Linked DNA regions of Mus musculus: regions 1 and 2 are each linked to region 3. A link is a contact called in public Hi-C data. All regions are on one chromosome and are shown on one strand. Each heading gives the region's core, a stretch centred on a gene start, on an enhancer-like site or on the middle of the called end of the contact. The rest is flanking DNA. Distances are from core to core; before and after follow the strand shown.

Region 1 (2,756 bases), core at 179-2,678, 130 kb after region 3:
TGTGGAGGACATTTCCCTCTGCTCCGCGATCATCTTTCCATTGGCCACAGCTTCCATGAGAAGGACCTCTGGCTTCTCCACAGTCCTGGCCTACACTGGTGAATCCCAAGAGTAATTTGTAGATGGTGGCAGCAACTTGCCAATTGCTTATACGTGAAGTTAGTGATTTAGTTTCTGTGACACTTATGGGTACAGCCATAGCCCAGCTATGTGTGGTCAGTACAGTTGGTCACTGAGAGTCAGGAGCACACACCTTATTACTGCATGTGAGATGTAAAGCTACTGGAACTCACTAAGGTGGAAAAGCCAGCGCTGTCAGCTGGACACGTTCTTTACAGTCGTGTGCTACACCATCAGCCCTTACTATCTCCCTAGCTTCTCTGCAGATCAAGGCAGAGAGAGTGGATTATGGCTTAGGCAACTGTTTGCACTGCTCTGAGCATGGCCTGCATTCCTAAGGATCCTGGTTTGTGACGAGGGAGGTTCATCTTTTCTTGATTTGTGTAGCTTGCTCATTGCCAGCATACATAGGGACCAGGACTCCTCTAGATGGCACTGAGCTGGACATTCCAGCCCCAGCTCACCTTCATGCATACCTGACATGGCAACAGTCAGATAAAAAAAAATGGAGACATGGTATTTAATGCTGTCTTTGTCTCAGCAGTCCTGAGAGTATGCTACACAGTAGTATGCCCTAGAGTAGTATGCCCCAGAGGACAGGACATCCTCTAAATAGGGGTTCAGATGGTGTTATACCCAGGTGTCCTTCAGCAATGAACACAGGCCCTTCCAGAGTGCAGAGACGCAGATCCACCTGCCCTTCTCACCTGCTAATGAAGGACATGATGTTACCAATTACGATTCACCCAGTTCTGCACGTCAGTAGTGATGCCTATGTGCTTAGCTTCAGTCAAAGAAGTGTATAAGTCTCCATGTGCTTGTGAATGTTTGCGTGCCTGTGTGTGCATATATGCATGCATGTGCACATATACACACATGAGGACCTGTGTGCAAGCGGTGGGCTGAGAGCAGAGCCACGCTGAATAGACAGTGGGAGGCTAATATGAATTCCACTGAGAACAGTAAGCAGCCCTAGCTCCAGCCTTCTGCTTTCGGACATGAGGAACGGAGAAGGAAGGCGTTATGCGGTTGTGCACATTTCCAATAGACCCCGGCAGGCCTTGTCAGGCACAGACTGGGGATGACAGCCTGGAACATGCAAATTACTGTCGAGGTGACTTTGTGCCAAACACGCTGTTTCACGGCTCCCCGTGAATCTGCCAAACCTTTTCTTGCAGACAGGAAACAATGGCAAGGAATCAGAAGGTTCTTTCTCTTTCAATATGCATGGCAAGGGTATACTGTAGGGTTTATCTCCATGATCATACTCAGAAGCTCCTTCCTTGCTGTGGGCAGTGTGATCTGGGTGGATTGTGTATGGTGCTTATGACTGTACGGTGGGAGGAAGGGTAAGAGAAAGCTAAGCTCTGTCTCCTGTAGGAGGAGAGCTGGATCTTAGGAAATGGGCTGGAGTGGACAGAGTCCAGGGTGATAGAAATTGGCTGTAGAGTCTTTATAGACCGCTTCTCCGGTCTGTGATGCTGGGCCTCTGGAGAGAGACCTGCTGGGGACCTACTATCTGTAGGCGTTTAGGGAGACAAACCAACCCTATTCGTTAGAAAGGCACTTGCTGCTGGTTGTGAAACCCACAGACTAGCTGCTGTGATAACAATGTCAGCAGGAAAACATATTTCTATGGCAACCGATAGGTTTTTCTTTTAAATTAAATGAGATAAAAAGCAAAGTGTCCGTGCCTCGTACTGAAGCAGGTAGCAGTGTCAGGAGGGAAACGGCAGCGTTTGGCCCCACGAAGTATTCATAAGGCGTGCACTTCTCCACTTTTATCCTGGTGTCCTTTCTCGTGTGCTCATACATCATCCAGACTGCTTGTGGGCCACTGATGTCAATGGCAGAAACACGGAGATAAGATAAACCGCCACTCTCCATCAACAGTGAAGTGAAGCAGCAACTCCCACCGCAACGCCCACCTAGAGCTGAGGCTCCTCCCTCCTGCTACCCCCTCCCCAAATGGTCAGGAAAACTTTAAACAGTAGGGGTGATGTTACAAAACGATTGCGTGGCCAGAGTCTAGTCCATAGACATTTGATTATATAAGGGTGGCAGGCTGCTGCCTATGAGACTGGGGAAGCCTCCTTGTGAACTGAGCCTGACGAAGGGACCCACCTTTCCCCCTCTGAAATGGCTTACATCTGCATCTTCCCATGCCAGGACATGCTAGTAAAAGCTGAGAACTATCCTGGCTTTGTTGGGTGGAGGTACACTGACCTGCTTGTGTTGTGTGCTGTGGACGGGCCTCAGATTCTGAAGAGCGAAGCAGTGGCACAGTTATGTAAATTGCCTGTCACATTCTAGTCTCCCCACAGAATATGTATTTTGCCAAGCTAATTGTAAATTGATCAAAATGTTATTGTGCCCAAATGAGCTTGAATGAAATCTTGGGATTTCTCTCAAATTGTTGAAAACAAAAGAAAAACAAAGCAAAAACCAAAAAAAAAAAAAACCCAAAACTCTGTGTGTATGTGTGTGTACATATGTGTGTGTGTGTCTATGTATGTCTGTGTCTGTCTATCTTTGTGTATGTGTCTAGGTGTCTCAGTGTGTATGTGTGTGTGTTGTGTGTCTATCTATTTCTGTCTGTGTTTATGAGTGTGTCTGTTTGTGTCTCTCTTTGTGTG
Region 2 (2,978 bases), core at 24-2,523, 78 kb after region 3:
ATGAAAAATGGGGCTGCTCTCCACTCTTACAGTCCCCCATAAATACTCATCTCTTCCTTCAAGTTTTATAGATGCTTCCTTCTAAATAGAATTTGTCCACATCCTAGAATCTCCCCTCCCCTTGCCCAACAGGTCCTAGCTGAAGTCATCCCCTTCTTGCCCCCAGAAGATCTCAGGCTGAGGGCACTTCATCCTCACACTCAGCAGGCCCCAGGCCGTGGACATTCTTCCATTTCCCTTCCCCAAAGAGAACCCCGGGAAGAATGGGTTTTATTGAATGTTCAACACTGAGTTCTCTATCCTAAGAACATTTCCAAAACTGTGGAAAGTTTATGTAATCAATTTTCAGTATTTCTGGCTCAGGCATAAGATGCGTGTTACTCTGAGGACTGCTGTGACCACTTTCGTGTTCTGCTGACTCTTCAGAGCTAGCAAAATCAGTATCTGAAGAGCCAGAGAAAGCAGACAGACTGTGACTATGGTCAGAGCAGGTACCCGGAAAGTCAGTGGTACTGAGAACAGTTGCCATGTTCTGAGCAGAGTGGCATGTGCTTTTAACTAACTATCCTGGCACCTGGAAGACTGAGGCAGAAGGAATAAAATGAGTATTTTTAAATCCAGCCTGGGCTATATGGTGAGACCCTATATCAAAACCAAACAGGTGTCATCATCTATTTTTGTGTGTCCCATTTTTCCAACAAGCCTGGGATAGCTTGACTCACTCACTCGGCCTTGTAAATCTTGTAGATTAGTAAATGATAGGCAGACAGGCATATAGATGAAAACAAACCAAATGGTTGGAAGAATATATAGATGACAGTGAAGATCTCTCATCTCCTCTCTAGCGGTGTGGCATTTTCTCTCAGGCTTGAATATTTAGCTGTTGGATTCTCTCTCCATCTGACTCACTAGCTCTGAAGGAACCCAAACAGAAGGCAGAGGAAGTAGGAAAGCTGGGCTTCGGGTGGGAAGGCTTAGAATGATGCAGCCTCAGTTCCCCCTTGCTCTCTCTGTGCATCTGAAAACCCTATGCTGTTCGCTGCCTCCGCCAGCATGGGGGTAACTTCTCCAATGCCCCTGGGTGGCTGCTCAGAACCCGGGGCCATGTCTGTGCATAGAAAGTTTATTTTGTAATAATGCTCGGTGAAGCCTGACTCCCCTCCGGCCATGCCTGTCATTTCGGCACACAGGAAGATCCCAGAAGTTTACCAGGATCCCTTCTTCCACACATCTTGACATTATGCAAATAGCTATGACTCAAACGTCAGTCAGGGGCAGTGACTTCCATGGTGAAGTCTCCCAGCACAGTGATCAGCCTGCTGAGTGACAGTCACCAGCCACATTAGGATGTCAGATTTGCTACCTGTGGAGTCCTTCCTCCAGAAGCTGCTGCTGGAAGGGGACTTCCCATGGCCTGCTGTTGGACAGGAGCTGGCTGTTCCTGCCATATGTAACATCTCAGGCATGCAGCTCATTGACGGCCATGGATACACAAAGAAGTTTCTAGTATCCCTATCTCCATTCAGTGAAACCCATAAATAGCCCGTCAAAGCAGTAACTCTGCTTCATGTACTAAACTTGTTGTTCTGGGTGCTGCTTCTCAGTAAATCCTCCAGGAAGAGAAGTGTTAGACAAATTCCTGCAGGCAAATAACTTGGTATCTTCAAAGTGCCAATGGCAGGAAACATAGCTACTGATAGGATATGTGTCCACTTTGCACCTATCACAGGTGGAGCCCTCTGGACTTCTGGATATCTTTACCAGCCCTATAACTGGCTCACGCATAAATGGAAGTTGACTGGCAGCTGATTTTCCAACTGAGCACTCACTCCTCATAGAAAAGGGTAGCCAGGTGAAACACCAGGTCCCATCTACTGACAATTCAGGACAATGCTGAGCATTGTAAAAATGAAAGGGAAAAGATGGGTTTGCAGTCCACACTTGCATGTAAATGAACAATAGTTAAACAGGAATGTGAAAATTCCCTACAGCTCCCTGTTTAATCAAAGCATGGACTTAGAACAAGTTGTTTTTTCTCCAGAGGGAGAACTTATACATTATAAATTAGCAAACATGATTTTATTGTATTTTTTATTTATGCATATTAATTACATAAAGCCATAGGCTTTCTTTATGATGTGTGTGTGTGTGTGTGTAAGTAGCATATGTGTGTGTGTGCATGTATATGTGTATATATGTATATGTGTATATGTATATATATGTATATGTGTATATGAGTATATATGTATGTGTATATATATACATATATATATGCATGTATGAATATATGTGTGTATATATATATTCCTTTGCTCCTGTATACCTCTTATACCTATGCTGATTCCCTCTGTCTCTCCCACTGGCCATGATTTTATTCCAGGTAAGGCTTCACATTGTGGCAAGAGGAAGAACGCTGTAGGATGGACGCACAAGGGCTCACGTTGCCCTTAGGCTGTGTACTGTCAGAGCTGTCTGGGGTACTGTTCATCCTATGTGTGTGGATGTGAGATCCAGGAGCTTTAGATATTATAGGTACAGACACAAATAGATATAGAGCCTCACTGAACACAGTGCCTTGCCTACAGCGTCTGCATGTTTAACTGACATCCCCTGTATTGCTGCTTCTCCTTTATCAACCAAAGAGAATTCAAGTATCCAAAGCTAACTGTACCTACTACTCACAGACATTCGAGTTGGCATGACACTCTTGGTCCTACATCAGCAAGACGGGTCAAGGCAAGGAAAATACCCTTTGCCACATTGGAAGGAGCTCAGGCTGTCAGAGTATCTTCAAAGTTCTGCACAGGCATATGAATACTGTTTATGTGATATATTCTAATAGCACGACTGGGAATCTCCAAGTTCCAAATGCAAGACAAGGATGAGCACAGATGTGTCTATATGTTAGTGTTAGTCAGACTCTGCATTTTCAAAGCAAGAAGGAGGCAGATCTAGAAGAGTAAAGATATCATAGAGAA
Region 3 (3,098 bases), core at 111-2,610:
TATTTTCCCATGTTCAGACTGTATGCTGCATGAGATCCGGAGAATGGAGACAGTCTGGTAGAAAAGCTTCAAGCAGGAGCAGGCTTCACCTGGGCTGCTTCTAGCTTTGGGCTGTGAGCCAAAGAGGCAAGCATTAGATGACCCCCTCCCCCCAGCTCTGTGGCTAAGGCTTGGGCTAGAAATCCCTGTTTTTGTCAACCTCCACATCACATCCAAGACTTAACCATCACTTTCCTCAGAAGAAAGACAACTAAGTTCAGTTTTAAAATAACAGCGTTGTCAGGCGGGCTGTCTGCATGTGAGCAGTGGAAAATTAGAATCGAGCAATCCGTCCCCCCACAACCCCCGTGGCACACACATGTGAAGCACACGCGCGCTCGCGCGCGCGCGCGTGCACACACACACACACACACGCGAGTAGCAGTCGGTTAAGAGGAAAGGGTGATACCTTTTTAAAAACCGAAAGGCAGTAAGCCATTATTAGCAAGAGCTATATTGAGCGTGCTTGTCAGACAGGCAACAAAGCCGAGCTCCAGTTCCGCCCAGACATGTGCCTTGCCATTTTCATTTTAATCAGCCTGCTCAGGATGGCTGCTGATTCATTTTGCAGGATGTCCCCCTGGGAGCCAAGGTGGAAGCCTCCGGCGGCGGGTGAGCTGCTCTTGCATCTAGGCAGGATGCAGCAGGGCACACAGAGGGGAGAGTGAGGAGGAGGCTAGCGGGAGGGGAGCTCACCCACAGGCTCACTCCACAGTTCAATATGGCTAGTTAGCCGGTCCTTCATGAAACCGTATCTGCTACTGCAGAAAATATAATGAAAGAAAGAGAAAAGAAAAGAAAAAACTGTCAAATTGTAGGATCGTCATTTCATTATCTAGCAACTACGCCCCCCCCCAACCCCACCCCTGGACATTAAGTGGCTTGGACTGCTGGTTATTCTCATGGTCAGCGTATACATAGATGCACACACACACACACACACACACACACACACACACACACACACACACACACACACACACACACACATACACATACATACCTGGTAACTAGCTGGGGTGGTATACCTGATTTAGCTGCAGACTTTGATTTGTAGGACTGACAACCTTATTATGCAGTGAGCTTATTATTGATATTATTCTGCTCTCGGTTGCCATGGCCACCTTGTGAGAGACATTCAATTTTCTCTCTTCCATCATCATTATCTATGAGGCCATCTGTTGTGGAAAATGAATTCAGCCTCATTTGCATGACTGATAAGCAATTTTTTTTTTATCTATTTAACAGAAGGTCATATGCCGGGGATTTGGAGCTCGTGAAAAAAAAAAGTGGAAAAAAAAAAAAGCCTAGGAGAGGATGAGTGGAGCTGCGTGCATTAGGGGCTGGCTGTGGAGGTAAAGCAGATCTCTTAGGCCCGCTAGCCTCTCCTGCTGCATGTGTCATTCCTGCCCGCGCGACATTTTCCCCCTAAGCTACTGCACACAAAACAGAGCGAGAAAGCTTCTCCCTGCAGTCTTCTTGGAGGCCTCCTGGTTTCTCACCCATTGTTGGTGGGTGTATTTCAATTTTTTGATTCCCTGGACTGTGGGTTATGAAATCAATGCTGCTGAAGACAAAAGCAACCTTCCCTGCCTCTCGGTGCTATGCGTGGTCCTCCTCGGCCTCCCACTTGTGGGGGAAAGGGTTTTCTCTTTCTTTCTGTGTGTTTTGAGCCAGCACAGTTACCAAAATTGAACTTGCCGTCACTTGTGAGCGGTGTGGTCATGGTGTGAGGTACGTGATGCTCGTTAGGTTAATTCTTTGGACTCAGGGGTCAGGATCTGTTTTTGCTGTAGCTCATGGCTTCTGCTGCAGACCTATTGTTCGTTCCTTTTTAAAGTTATTTTTATAGCGTGGCTGGTGGCTGAGAGGTTCCTGAGGTACAGGTCTTCAGTCCTCAGAAGCTGGTCTTTAGAGCAAAAATGGGTAATAGATTGCATGCCTGAACAATGATTTTTGTTTATAAAAAGAAATAAAAAAAAATGAGAAAACCGAAAAACTTACTGCATGTCTGGAGGTCGGTGATTTGGGCTGAAGTAACTTCCTGAGAGTGGCTAACTTCACTTTACAAACAAGGAGGGATTTTAAGCAAGGGCTGTGGGAATGTTAGCTACTCCTGAGGCACTGTTGTCTTGGTCTAATTATAGAAAGAAAGTTTGTTGATGTTTATAAAACTGATAAACTCAAATAAAGATTTTAAACAATAACCTCAATGTTTGAAGTTCATAAAAACAAAACAGCACCTAAGTTCTAGCAGAATATGGTTTTTTAAAAATCACCTCATAAGCAAAAAGTTGAGTCTTCACACTCTACTTTCCAGGTAGATCTGAATAAATAATAAATAATATAAATATTCACCTGAGTGTGAAATATACAAAATATACAGTAGAGTTTGACCAGAGCGTTAATTTAATCACGACAAATTTCTTATATCTTGAAACTATATATGCTATCAATCATGATGTTGTTAATTTAATTGGGATAAAGTGATTTGTTTAACAACTCTTTTGTTCAAGTGTTTATACTTTTTGCTAACACCACAAACAAAAGCTCCCATAACACTTTCACAAGCATGAGAGAGTCTTTCTAATTGTTTAACTTTATAAAAGAGATGCAGCTTTTGAAGTGAGAAAGTCAGGTATATTTTACATGTAGATAGACATGTTTACTCTAAAAATGGAAGTATTTTATTCAAAATTCCTTTTGAAAACAATATTATAAGATTAACTTTTAGTCTACCCCAAACTATGAACCCAAAGTACTAATGGTGCATTTTAAATACAAGTGTGCAGCATGCATCCGCCTCAAAGAACTTTATTGTCTTTCCTTCCTCAATTGACCCAAAGGAGCATAAATGATTGAATTGCTTCAGTGTAGTATAGTAAGTCATTTGGTTGAAACTCTCCTTAAAGTTATGCTTCACTATTACATTTTATTTATTGTAATATTTGTTTATGGTAGACCACTGCAGGGGTGTTTGTATGTTGATACACTTTTAAAAACTCTTGCTTCGGCCCCCTTCTCCTAATCAGTCATTTAAAATATATTTTTAGCTTGAA

The links. Hi-C and Micro-C count contacts between places; a contact is called where the count stands out from the background.
Region 1: a contact with region 3 is called in a Hi-C map of cortical neurons, with 2.6 times the contacts expected there. The contact joins the enhancer-like site here to the promoter of Myt1l in region 3. A contact is called at or near these places in 1 of 39 promoter capture datasets (hippocampal neurons), 6 of 484 Hi-C or Micro-C datasets (cerebellar granule neurons, cerebral cortex, cortical neurons and 1 more), 1 of 115 datasets of contacts at active chromatin or transcription factors (embryonic forebrain) and 4 of 9 other capture datasets (adipose tissue, embryonic tail, liver and 1 more).
Region 2: a contact with region 3 is called in a Hi-C map of cerebral cortex, with 2.4 times the contacts expected there. The contact joins the enhancer-like site here to the promoter of Myt1l in region 3. A contact is called at or near these places in 2 of 39 promoter capture datasets (epiblast stem cells and trophoblast stem cells), 4 of 484 Hi-C or Micro-C datasets (the N1E-115 cell line, cerebral cortex and cortical neurons) and 1 of 9 other capture datasets (pancreatic islet).

What each region holds. Positions count from the first base shown.
Region 1 is chr12:29,654,128-29,656,883 of GRCm38.p6, forward strand. All of the region lies in intron 3 of Myt1l (myelin transcription factor 1-like), which reads left to right. Among named protein-coding and RNA genes, the nearest start is that of C630031E19Rik, 31 kb to the right of the region's middle. Within about 2 kb of position 1,429, at least 32 of the 459 cell types and tissues checked have an H3K27ac peak or open chromatin away from gene starts, as enhancers often do. A contact at or near this core is called in cerebral cortex, cortical neurons, embryonic forebrain and 1 more, where this site is marked.
Region 2 is chr12:29,605,503-29,608,480 of GRCm38.p6, forward strand. All of the region lies in intron 2 of Myt1l (myelin transcription factor 1-like), which reads left to right. Among named protein-coding and RNA genes, the nearest start is that of Gm20208, 76 kb to the left of the region's middle. Within about 2 kb of position 1,274, at least 15 of the 459 cell types and tissues checked have an H3K27ac peak or open chromatin away from gene starts, as enhancers often do. A contact at or near this core is called in cerebral cortex and cortical neurons, where this site is marked.
Region 3 is chr12:29,527,024-29,530,121 of GRCm38.p6, forward strand. It overlaps Myt1l (myelin transcription factor 1-like), which reads left to right and starts at 1,361. Exons shown (of 25, transcript NM_001093775.1): 1 at 1,361-1,773. Gm20208 (a long non-coding RNA gene) reads right to left here. Exons shown (of 4, transcript XR_381405.4): 2 at 1,043-1,217; 3 at 449-800; 4 at 1-111.